3 separate regions of the Mus musculus genome follow, and regions 2 and 3 are each linked to region 1. A link is a contact called in public promoter capture Hi-C data. All regions are on one chromosome and are shown on one strand. The core of a region is the stretch at or near the end of the contact, and the rest is flanking DNA. Distances in the headings are between cores, read along the strand shown.

Evidence for each region. Promoter capture Hi-C pulls out the DNA fragments that hold promoters and counts their contacts.
Region 2: a promoter capture Hi-C map of macrophages shows a contact between it and region 1, with 6 read pairs. The contact joins the promoter of Abraxas1 here to the promoter of Hpse in region 1. A contact is called at or near these places in 2 of 39 promoter capture datasets (the C10 cell line and macrophages), 2 of 484 Hi-C or Micro-C datasets (embryonic stem cells and nephron progenitors), 6 of 115 datasets of contacts at active chromatin or transcription factors (the 230-238 cell line, bone marrow-derived macrophages, effector CD8 T cells and 2 more) and 3 of 9 other capture datasets (adipose tissue, liver and macrophages).
Region 3: a contact with region 1 is called in a promoter capture Hi-C map of embryonic stem cells. The contact joins the promoter of Gpat3 here to the promoter of Hpse in region 1. A contact is called at or near these places in 3 of 39 promoter capture datasets (the C10 cell line, embryonic stem cells and pre-B cells), 4 of 484 Hi-C or Micro-C datasets (embryonic stem cells and nephron progenitors), 5 of 115 datasets of contacts at active chromatin or transcription factors (bone marrow-derived macrophages, effector CD8 T cells, embryonic stem cells and 2 more) and 3 of 9 other capture datasets (adipose tissue, liver and pancreatic islet).

What each region holds. Positions count from the first base shown.
Region 1 is chr5:100,718,008-100,721,192 of GRCm38.p6, reverse strand. Hpse (heparanase) reads left to right here and starts at 1,477. Exons shown (of 12, transcript NM_152803.5): 1 at 1,477-1,801. The coding sequence starts at 1,599.
Region 2 is chr5:100,819,553-100,822,854 of GRCm38.p6, reverse strand. Abraxas1 (BRCA1 A complex subunit) reads left to right here and starts at 1,920. Exons shown (of 9, transcript NM_172405.3): 1 at 1,920-2,024. The coding sequence starts at 1,938.
Region 3 is chr5:100,844,780-100,847,604 of GRCm38.p6, reverse strand. Gpat3 (glycerol-3-phosphate acyltransferase 3) reads right to left here and starts at 1,376. Exons shown (of 13, transcript NM_172715.3): 1 at 1,244-1,376; 2 at 657-950. The coding sequence starts at 797. Gm46917 (a long non-coding RNA gene) reads right to left here and starts at 46. Exons shown (of 2, transcript XR_001784903.1): 1 at 1-46. It also overlaps a transcript of Abraxas1 not described here.

The sequences.
Region 1 (3,185 bases), core at 228-2,727:
TCCCCCTTCCATAAGATTATACACCCTGGACAGTTGTCTGTTACCATGACAATTTTCTTTTTACATCCTATGGCTATAGCATATCAACTCAATGCAGGTCAAAGCATTAACTAGGCAGGTAATTTTTAAATCACCCAGACAGACAGATGGGTGCAGATTAGATATACATTTCATTAAAAATTCGTTATTATTTATTGCTTTGCTGTTGGTGCAATCTAAACGGAAAAATGTAAGTGTCATTGGCTTACTCAGTAAATATGAATGGATTACCTACTAAAGACCAAGCACAGTACCACGTATGAGCATGCCATGGGTATCCCACAGGCCCCATCTCTGCCATGGGTATCCCACAGGCCCCATCTCTGCTTCGGAGGACTTTTTAAGCCCAGAGATAAGGTGAGCAAGCAATGAGCAACATCACAAGTGTAGACAGTTCTAACATGGAGGATACTGGGAGGATGCTTGCTGTGTGTGCTATGTGAAATGTGTGGTGAGACCTCACACTGGGGAGCCTCAGCTGCCTGGAAGCTCAGGAAAGCTTCCTCAAGGGGACTGCAAAGCAGCAGAGACAGGCTGCCATCTGCTTGGCCTTGTACACCTGAGTTCAGCTAGCGCTGATGCTTGGGCAGATTGGTGTGTGTGAGTGTGTGTGTGTGTGTGTGTGTGTGTGTGTGTAGCATGGTTCAAGCTTCTTTCATGGTAACACACACACACACACACACACACACACACACACAAGCTTCAGCACTTGTTTGCTATCATTATATACCAGTGTAAAATGTCAAGGGAAAACAAAAGTTGCAGCAACCGCAAAAGATGGGTTTGGGGGAGGGGTTGCTCAGGATTCCAAGGGTAGTTGCTTGGGGGCTTCTTGCTGGGTTTTAGCGGTTGGCCAAGCCTCAGAGCAACTCTTAGGCAGGCTCTCCCAAATACTGTTTTCATAATACTGCTTTAAAAACAGGGTCCCCACCACCATCACCACCACCCCCGTGCAAGGACCGATTTCTAGTTGCATTTTAGCCAATGCTCGGATCAGGTTTTTCAAGCGACAAAGAGATACCTGAGATCCTGGGCAGAGGACATCCTAGCTCGGTCAGATTTGGGCAGGCTCAAGTGACCAGTGTCTTAAGGCAGAAGGGAGTCGGGGTAGGGTCTGGCTGAACCCTCAACCGGGGCTTTTAACTCAGGGTCTAGTCCTGGCGCCAAATGGATGGGACCTAGAAAAGGTGACAGAGTGCGCAGGACACCAGGAAGCTGGTCCCACCCCTGCGCGGCTCCCGGGCGCTCCCTCCCCAGGCCTCCGAGGATCTTGGATTCTGGCCACCTCCGCACCCTTTGGATGGGTGTGGATGATTTCAAAAGTGGACGTGACCGCGGCGGAGGGGAAAGCCAGCACGGAAATGAAAGAGAGCGAGGAGGGGAGGGCGGGGAGGGGAGGGCGCTAGGGAGGGACTCCCGGGAGGGGTGGGAGGGATGGAGCGCTGTGGGAGGGTACTGAGTCCTGGCGCCAGAGGCGAAGCAGGACCGGTTGCAGGGGGCTTGAGCCAGCGCGCCGGCTGCCCCAGCTCTCCCGGCAGCGGGCGGTCCAGCCAGGTGGGATGCTGAGGCTGCTGCTGCTGTGGCTCTGGGGGCCGCTCGGTGCCCTGGCCCAGGGCGCCCCCGCGGGGACCGCGCCGACCGACGACGTGGTAGACTTGGAGTTTTACACCAAGCGGCCGCTCCGAAGCGTGAGTCCCTCGTTCCTGTCCATCACCATCGACGCCAGCCTGGCCACCGACCCGCGCTTCCTCACCTTCCTGGGGTAAGTGCAGCCCCTAGGTTCTGTCCCTTCGTCTGTCCTCGGCTCCCCCTCGCCTGTCCAATCACACTCGCGAGGGCCAGCCACTCTCTTCGCTCAAACAACTTTGTGTTTGCTCTCTGGAGCCTCCCTCCTGTGTGCACTCACCCCTCAAAAGACTTTTCCTGATTCATTTACTCAGCGCTTGTTGCCTGGGCACCAGCCAGGTCCAGGTATGAAGTGGAAATTTGGAGGAAAACAAAAACAAAACAAACGAAGCTGTCATAAACCTTAGCACTTTGTCTGGAGCCTTTGAATTTTGCTTCAGTGTAAGACCAGTAAGCTGGTGTCCCTTAAACTCTGTTAGGAAGTTTTGATTTAAAAGAGGAAGAAAGAAAAGATAGGAAAAGCCTCTATGGAGAAGAACCATTATTCATCTTGCTGCCTTTTAAGCATTTAAACATTACTGGGCTGGGTGTGATACAGTTAATGGACTGTGTACCTCGCATGCAAGAAGACCTGCATCCATCCCCAGAGCTGTGTAATCCCTGGCATGGGCACACACTTGCAGACTGGCACTTGGGAAGTAGGTGTAGGAGGATCAGGAGTTAACGGCGATCTTTAGCAACGTAGCAAGTTTGAGGGTAGACTGGACTGAATAGGAGTGGAGGGAGGAGAGAGAGAGATGGAGAAAGGAGCCGGAGACTGACTGACTGACTGACTGGGAAAATGATAGAGGTCAGTGGGACAGACAGGAGAGAATATGACCAAAAATACACTTTATACACATTTGAAGATGTCGTGACGAAACCCCATTATTATGTATAATTAATATATGCTAATAAAAACACCATAGAGGCACGATTCTCCAAGATGAGGGTGCAGAGCGGAGGCTGCCTCATCAACTGCAGGAACCACATCTCTGGCCCCTGTTCCGTGAGTGCAGACTGTCCCCAAGATGAAAGGCTCAGGCACAGTCATAGGCCTTCTAAACTTGGGAGCCTCCAGAGATGACCACGTCCTTTGTTGTTTTTGACATTGTGTAACCACTATTGAAGGCTGACCTTGAACTTTTGATCTCCCTGCCTCTTGAGGGCCACCACACTCAGCTGACTACATCTTCACCAGCCCATTCTGTCACCATTGTCAAAGGCCTAGACTTCGATCGCATGTCCAAGCCCACACTATCTGGCATCACTGCAGATCTCACACAGATTCATCCCCATGGCTAAGGGTCTGGTAGTCCAACTACCCTGTTTTCTCCAATCTGACTCATTGGATTTCTGTAATGGCTTGAGAGAGTTGGTGCTTCTTACAAAGCTTGAAGGTTAAGCTAATTGTTTCGTCTTGCCTAGCATACACAAAATCCTGGGTTTCATCCACAACATTTTGTAAAACGAGGCATGGT
Region 2 (3,302 bases), core at 671-3,170, 100 kb before region 1:
CAGTATCTAATAAAGCCTGCTTTACATTTTGCTCAAAAATTGTGGTACTAGTCTTATTTTCACCTGGTAGGATTAACACTTCTTCTTACTGCTTTGTATACCATTGTACGGTCACAACATGGTGATGTAGTTTTCAGACAGCAATAGGGTCTAGTGAGGGTGTTATCCCAGAACACAGCTGTGATGGTCTCAAAGATATGCCCACACAGTCTAGAAATCTGAATAGTTTCTGGTTGGTGGCACCATTTGGATAGGTTCAGGAGGTGTGGTCTTGCTGAAGGAGTCACTGGGGGCAGGCTTTGAGAATTAAAAGACTTGTGCCAATTTTAGTTTGCTCTCTCTGCATCTTTCTCGAGGTTCAGGGTGTCCTCTGCTTGCTGTACCATGCCTGCCTGCTGCTTGCCAGGCTCCCTGCTGTGACGGTGATGGGCTCCTATCCCTCTGGATGTGTAAGCCCAAATAAACCGTCCCTTCCGTAAGGTTCCTTGGTCATGGTGGTTTATCACAGCAACAGAAAAGCAATTAATATTCAGCAGAAATGTCACCACACCCAAGGTCATCTGCTCCATACTTAAAAGCTAATATTCAGAGAATGAGAGTTGGTGGAAGGAAATCGGGTTTATTCAAGACTTTGTATTCTGAGATGTGGGAAACTATTTCTCCCCTCAAACTTGCATATTAGGGAACTCGGGTACATGAGAACTCCTTCACAAGGGGGGGGGAGGTGCCGAGGTCAAAGGGTGGGAAATGTACGTGCTGGGTAGGATCTTTGTCATCTAGGACTGTTGTCTTTATTCTCCTGTCACAACCAGCCTTGAACTCTGGTGGCTAGCTCATGTAATGAAAACTAAATACCATGGGCCTTTACATGTATTATGTATAATTATATATGTGATACATATGATAGTACCACGGAATATATATTAATACATACACATTCTATAATACATATGTATTATACATATGTTTTTCTTTTTTTTCTTTTTTTTTTTTTTTTTTTTGGTTTTTTGAGACAGGGTTTCTCTGTGTAGCCCTGGCTGTCCTGGAACTCACTGTAGACCAGGCTGGCCTTGAACTCAGAAATCCGCCTGCCTCTGCCTCCCGAGTGCTGGGATTAAAGGCGTGGGCCACCACCGCCCGGCACTATACATATGTATTCTATAAATTCTCCTTTCCTAGGGGGAGGAGAACTCCACAAGCTATTAGTGACCACAGAGTGGAGCTGTGACTTCTTCCATGTTGCCACTGACAAGCTAATCCTGGCTATTGCACAACAAAACTGAGACATGCAATACTAATGCAATTCAGGAGCATGCCACTTTGCCAAGTTTCAATTATTTAAAAACCATCGGCTTTTTAAATTGTGTATGACACGTGTGAAATACATGTCAATCCCTCACCTTCTCACTTACTTTAGTCATATCAAATGATCCAACACAATATGTTCGTGCTTATCATTGAACTTTCACAATGTTATAAACATACATAGTCTTTAAACTAGACTCAGTTCATAACTTTATAATTGCAAGCAAACAAACCAAAGAATCAAATACACACAGACAGAATAACGCAACACAGCGGGAATACTCTAGAGAAGATAATTCCCACCCACCACTGGTTATTGATCTTCCATAAGTTCCAATAGATGAAGGGCAGTGGAAACCCCAAAAAGACATATCCGTGGTATTAAAATATTGCTAAGCGATTCTTATTTTTACAACCATTAGTAGCCTTAAACTATGCATAAACAGTGTTTTCCATGCATGCTGCAGGTGTCTCAGCCAAGCTGATGAAAGAAGCACCCTACCCGGCTAGAGGACACCGCGCTCCCTACAACCCGCGTCTCCCGGTGCGCAGGCTCAAGCCCCGCCCCTACGCTCCAGCCTCCCGTCATGCTCCGCGATAGTGGCTGTGGCGGCAGCGACCGAGGCGGCAGTATGGAGGGCGAGAGCACGTTGGGGGTGCTGTCTGGCTTCGTGCTCGGCGCGCTCACTTTCCATCATCTCAACACAGACTCAGACACGGTGAGCCGGGCGCGGCTGCCGACCCCGCCCGCAGTCCCCGCTCGCTCCGTGGGTTCGCGGAGCAGGGCGCCCTCCCGGGCTCTCATCCGGGCCCTTTTTCTCTGCTCGCCCTTGGGCTTGGAGGAAAGTTCCCCGGGGCCTCCGGCTCGGCGACGAAAGTCGGGCAGCTTACCTGCCTCGCTACCCTGCTGTGCGAAGGATCCCGGCGCCGGGTCCTACTCGCAGCGCGTGAGCGTCGCGAGGCTCGGGAGGACGAGCAGGGGCGAGCCAGACCCCGCACCCAGCCGCAAGGGGCTGGCTAGTTGTAGGGCTACCCTGGCATGAGGCTGTAAGATCCGGCTATTTCTGTGCTACTTTCCGTTACAAACGCACCTTGTCCAGGATCAGATGTGTAAATGCATTTTTAAGCCTTTGCCTCCTTTCGAAGCCCGTGAGTGACATTGAAAACAAATTTTAAGGCTTTTTTTTTTTTTTTTGGTAGATTAAAAACTTACCGTAAAACTTTGAGGTCTGGCAGTAGCATCTTGTATTAAGTTCTTAGTAACATAAAGAAAGAAACTAGAAACATCTAAAATGAGTTTGGGGTCTGCACGAATACAGTGCAGAGAGCACCATACTGAACAGTGTGGAGTAAGGTATTTGAACTGTTGAGTCCTTCGCTTTAAGTGTCAGATCTGCGTTGCCTAAATTGCTTCTCAGCACAGTCCCAGTGATAGGAGTGTACAATGATTTTGATGTGCAGTACATCAAAATACCAGGGGGAAACAAATGACATCTTTGAATGCGCGAGGTACTCACCGGGCAGCACATAATGGGATGATACATTAGCATGGCTCTACGGGAGGATGATACACAAACTTCATACTAAACACAAACACGTGTGTGTGTGTATCTGTGGGACTTATTTTAGAAGATGTTTAGCGTGAACATAAGTAAACTGCCCTAAGTCTGTAGTTTATAGGATTAGCCCTTGTACACTACATCTTGGTGTTTGACCCTAGTTTCTCAGATATTTTAACTTTTGTTTGTTTGTTTGAAGAGTCATTTACTGAGCATCTGTGGATCACACATGGGCAGTGCCCAAGTAGACCAGAAGAGGGCATAACATCCCCTGGAACTTAATGGGAGATAAAGATGTGGGCGCTGAGAACTAAATCCTGTTCTTTTGCAAGAGCAGCCACTGCTCTTAATGACTGAATCGTCCCTCCAGCTCAACTAAAGTTTTTAGAGTTGGTTTCTGAATAATTGTACTTAGAATTGACTGGTACTTTTCCTAGT
Region 3 (2,825 bases), core at 127-2,626, 130 kb before region 1:
ATTCTTCAGCCGGGCACTCGGGAGGCTCGGGAGGCAGAGAGGCAGGCAGATTTCTGAGTTCGAGACCAGCCTGGTCTACAGAGTGAGTTCCAGGACAACCAGGGCTACACAGAGAAACCCTGTCCAGAAAAACCAAAAAAAAAAAAAAAAAAAAAAAAAAAAAAAAAAAAAATCAGATTCTTCTCTGCCACCCAGCCATTTGGTGTCTTATATTGGGCACCAAGTGGAACAGGATGCCTCTGTAGTCACAAAAGGACCTCTGAAACCTGGGGCTGTAAAAACTCAAGAGTGAAGTGACAGCCCGAGAGGCATAGTGGGTAATAAACCTGCTGATACAGCAAACGGCTGTCCTGGGGTTAATCTAGTAAGAAAAAAAAAAAAAAAAAAAAAAAAATAGTAGTGAAGAAGAAATACAGATAGAGGGATTCTTGTGAGGTGGGCTACTGTTCTTGACTGGTATCAGGCTGTCTTTCTCACTACAGCAGACCAGAAACTGAAATATTCTCTCGGGTCCCCGTTCCATCTCCACCCCGACCTCCCACCACTGACTGACCCCCTTGCCCAAATTGCTTTCACAGTTCAAAGCTCAACCCCTGCCACTCCAAGATCCGAAGTCCTCAGAGCAGCGGGAGCTCCACATCCTTTCCTGCACTCACCTCCAAGGTTTTCACCAGGATCTTCATGTAGATCTCCGAGATACCCAGGGATAATCCGAAGGCCGAGGGTAAAAGGATGAGGCCGCCCACCAGCGTCAGCCAGGTGGACAGGAGCTTCACCGCCAGGTCTGCGCCCTCCATGTCTCAGCACGCCCTCAGGAAGAGGTCCCCAGGAAAGCCGAGAGCGGTAGGTGTCAGAGTCCCAGGCAGTCCAGCCGCAGTTCGGAAAACACAGCGTCCAGCCCGGAGCCGGGCTCTGAGGAGTCTTTGCCGCCCGCCTCGTTCCCTTCAGCTCTGCGGAGCGAAGAGGAAAGGGAAGGCGAGAACTCTCAGAACTACTGCGATCTCCTTGCTTCCTCCCCTTGGGTCCCGGTTGGCCCCGCAAGCTCACTCTCTACTGGAGGCCCAGGCCAAGCTGTAGCCACGGCAGCCGGCTCAGACCTGAGTGTCTCTGGCGAGAAGACCCAGCTGGGTGACCTACGGGACACCCTAGTGCAGTCAGAGTGCATGGAGGCAGCCAGGAACGCGCCCCACCCCGGGCCTGATTTCCTCCGGGTAACGATTGCGACAACCCCGCGGTGACTCACCGAGGCCCTCCGGCAGCGAGGATCCCCGCAGGTTCCCTGCACCTCGGCGTGGGCTGCGGGCTATGCGGGTAGCCAGTGGCTTTCGGGCGCCGGGCTCCCTTTTTCTACACTCTACCCTTGCCCCACCCCCATCGCCACCCAACAGGGAGCTCCGGGGCATGACCGCGTCTCCCGGGCGCTGCTGCCTAGAGAGCCGCCGCCCTCCGCCCCGCCCCCCCGCACTCCCAGCAAAGGTTCTTTCGGTAGCAGACTTTCCATCTTCACCCACAGAACGGACCGCTGACGTCCCCGATCGCTGCGGAAGATCTTGTTTGTGAGCCTGCAACACGACCTCCTGGGAAGGGCTTTCGGGAGGAGGAAACTACTGAACAAGGGTGAGGCAGTCGCGCACCGTGGCTCGTGGCTCTCTCTTACCTCCTTCCTAGCTGCAGTCAGGGAAAGAAAGCTCGCCCGCTTTCTCTCTCTCCACAAGTCGCCTTAGCCACTCTGCCACCACCTCTCTAGCCACAAAATAGACCCAGAAATTCCAAGCGGTTGTGTCGCAGAAGACTGGAATTCCAGCACTTACGCTCGGGAATCTGCGACTGGAGAATTCCGAGGAGATGGGTCTGGGCTGTTTTGAGTTCCAACAGTCAGCTTAAGACTAAATAGGTAGATCCTTTATAGACCTTGCTTTAAAAGGGCAGGCGGACCGGTGAGCGGGCGAGGGGGAGGGGAGGACAGGACACCCTAGAGGCTGTTTGTCACTCCCCTCCCTGGAGGAGATTCCAGTCTAAGCTTCCCTAGCATCCGCCTACACCGACTGCAGAAAACGCTGCGCAAATACTAACCTTCACCTAACTGGCTAAGAGTTTCTCAGGGGTCCACGTCCCACGCCGCTGTGATGAACGGCCTTACTAGAACGAAGAAGGGAAAATCCTGCACGCGTATTCCACTGCAGGACAACCAGTTTTAACAATAAGCGTGAGAAAAGATATTGAGAGCAGCAGTTTGCAAAGCGACTGACTAGGATCCAAACCATCACCGAGTCGGCCCTCAATTCTTAGAAGGACCAAACTCTTACTGTTGACAGTCGGGAGTCAGTTTGGGAGCTGGAAAAAGTGAGAGAGCTAGCAAAATGAACTGAAAGTATTTACAGCAAATATTGCAGAGAAAGCTGCCCTCACCTCCAGAAGGGGTGGAGGAAGAAGGAAGCCGGCCTTAAAGACTGTACAAGTTTGTTCTCTGAGCCTCCTGCCAGGTAGGTGTAAGACACTTTTCCCACTAAGAAGGGGGAAGGGGAGGACAATGAAGTTATGAAGGAAACGGAGCTTACTCTCAAAACAGCTTCTGGGGTCATTGAGGTGGCTCATCAACAAAGTTGCCTGATGCCAGTCAGCTAGGATGACCCGTCAATCTTTGGACACCACCACTACCCCCCCCCCCCCCCCCCGTATAAGGGGAGAACCAATTTATCTCCTGCCCACCTGTGCTCGGTGGCATGCCTCCCCACACACACAAAATAAATAAAACGTAACAAAAATTATTTTTTGAAAAGCATCTACCAGGCATTATGTGGAAAACCTGTAACCCCAGCGCTTAA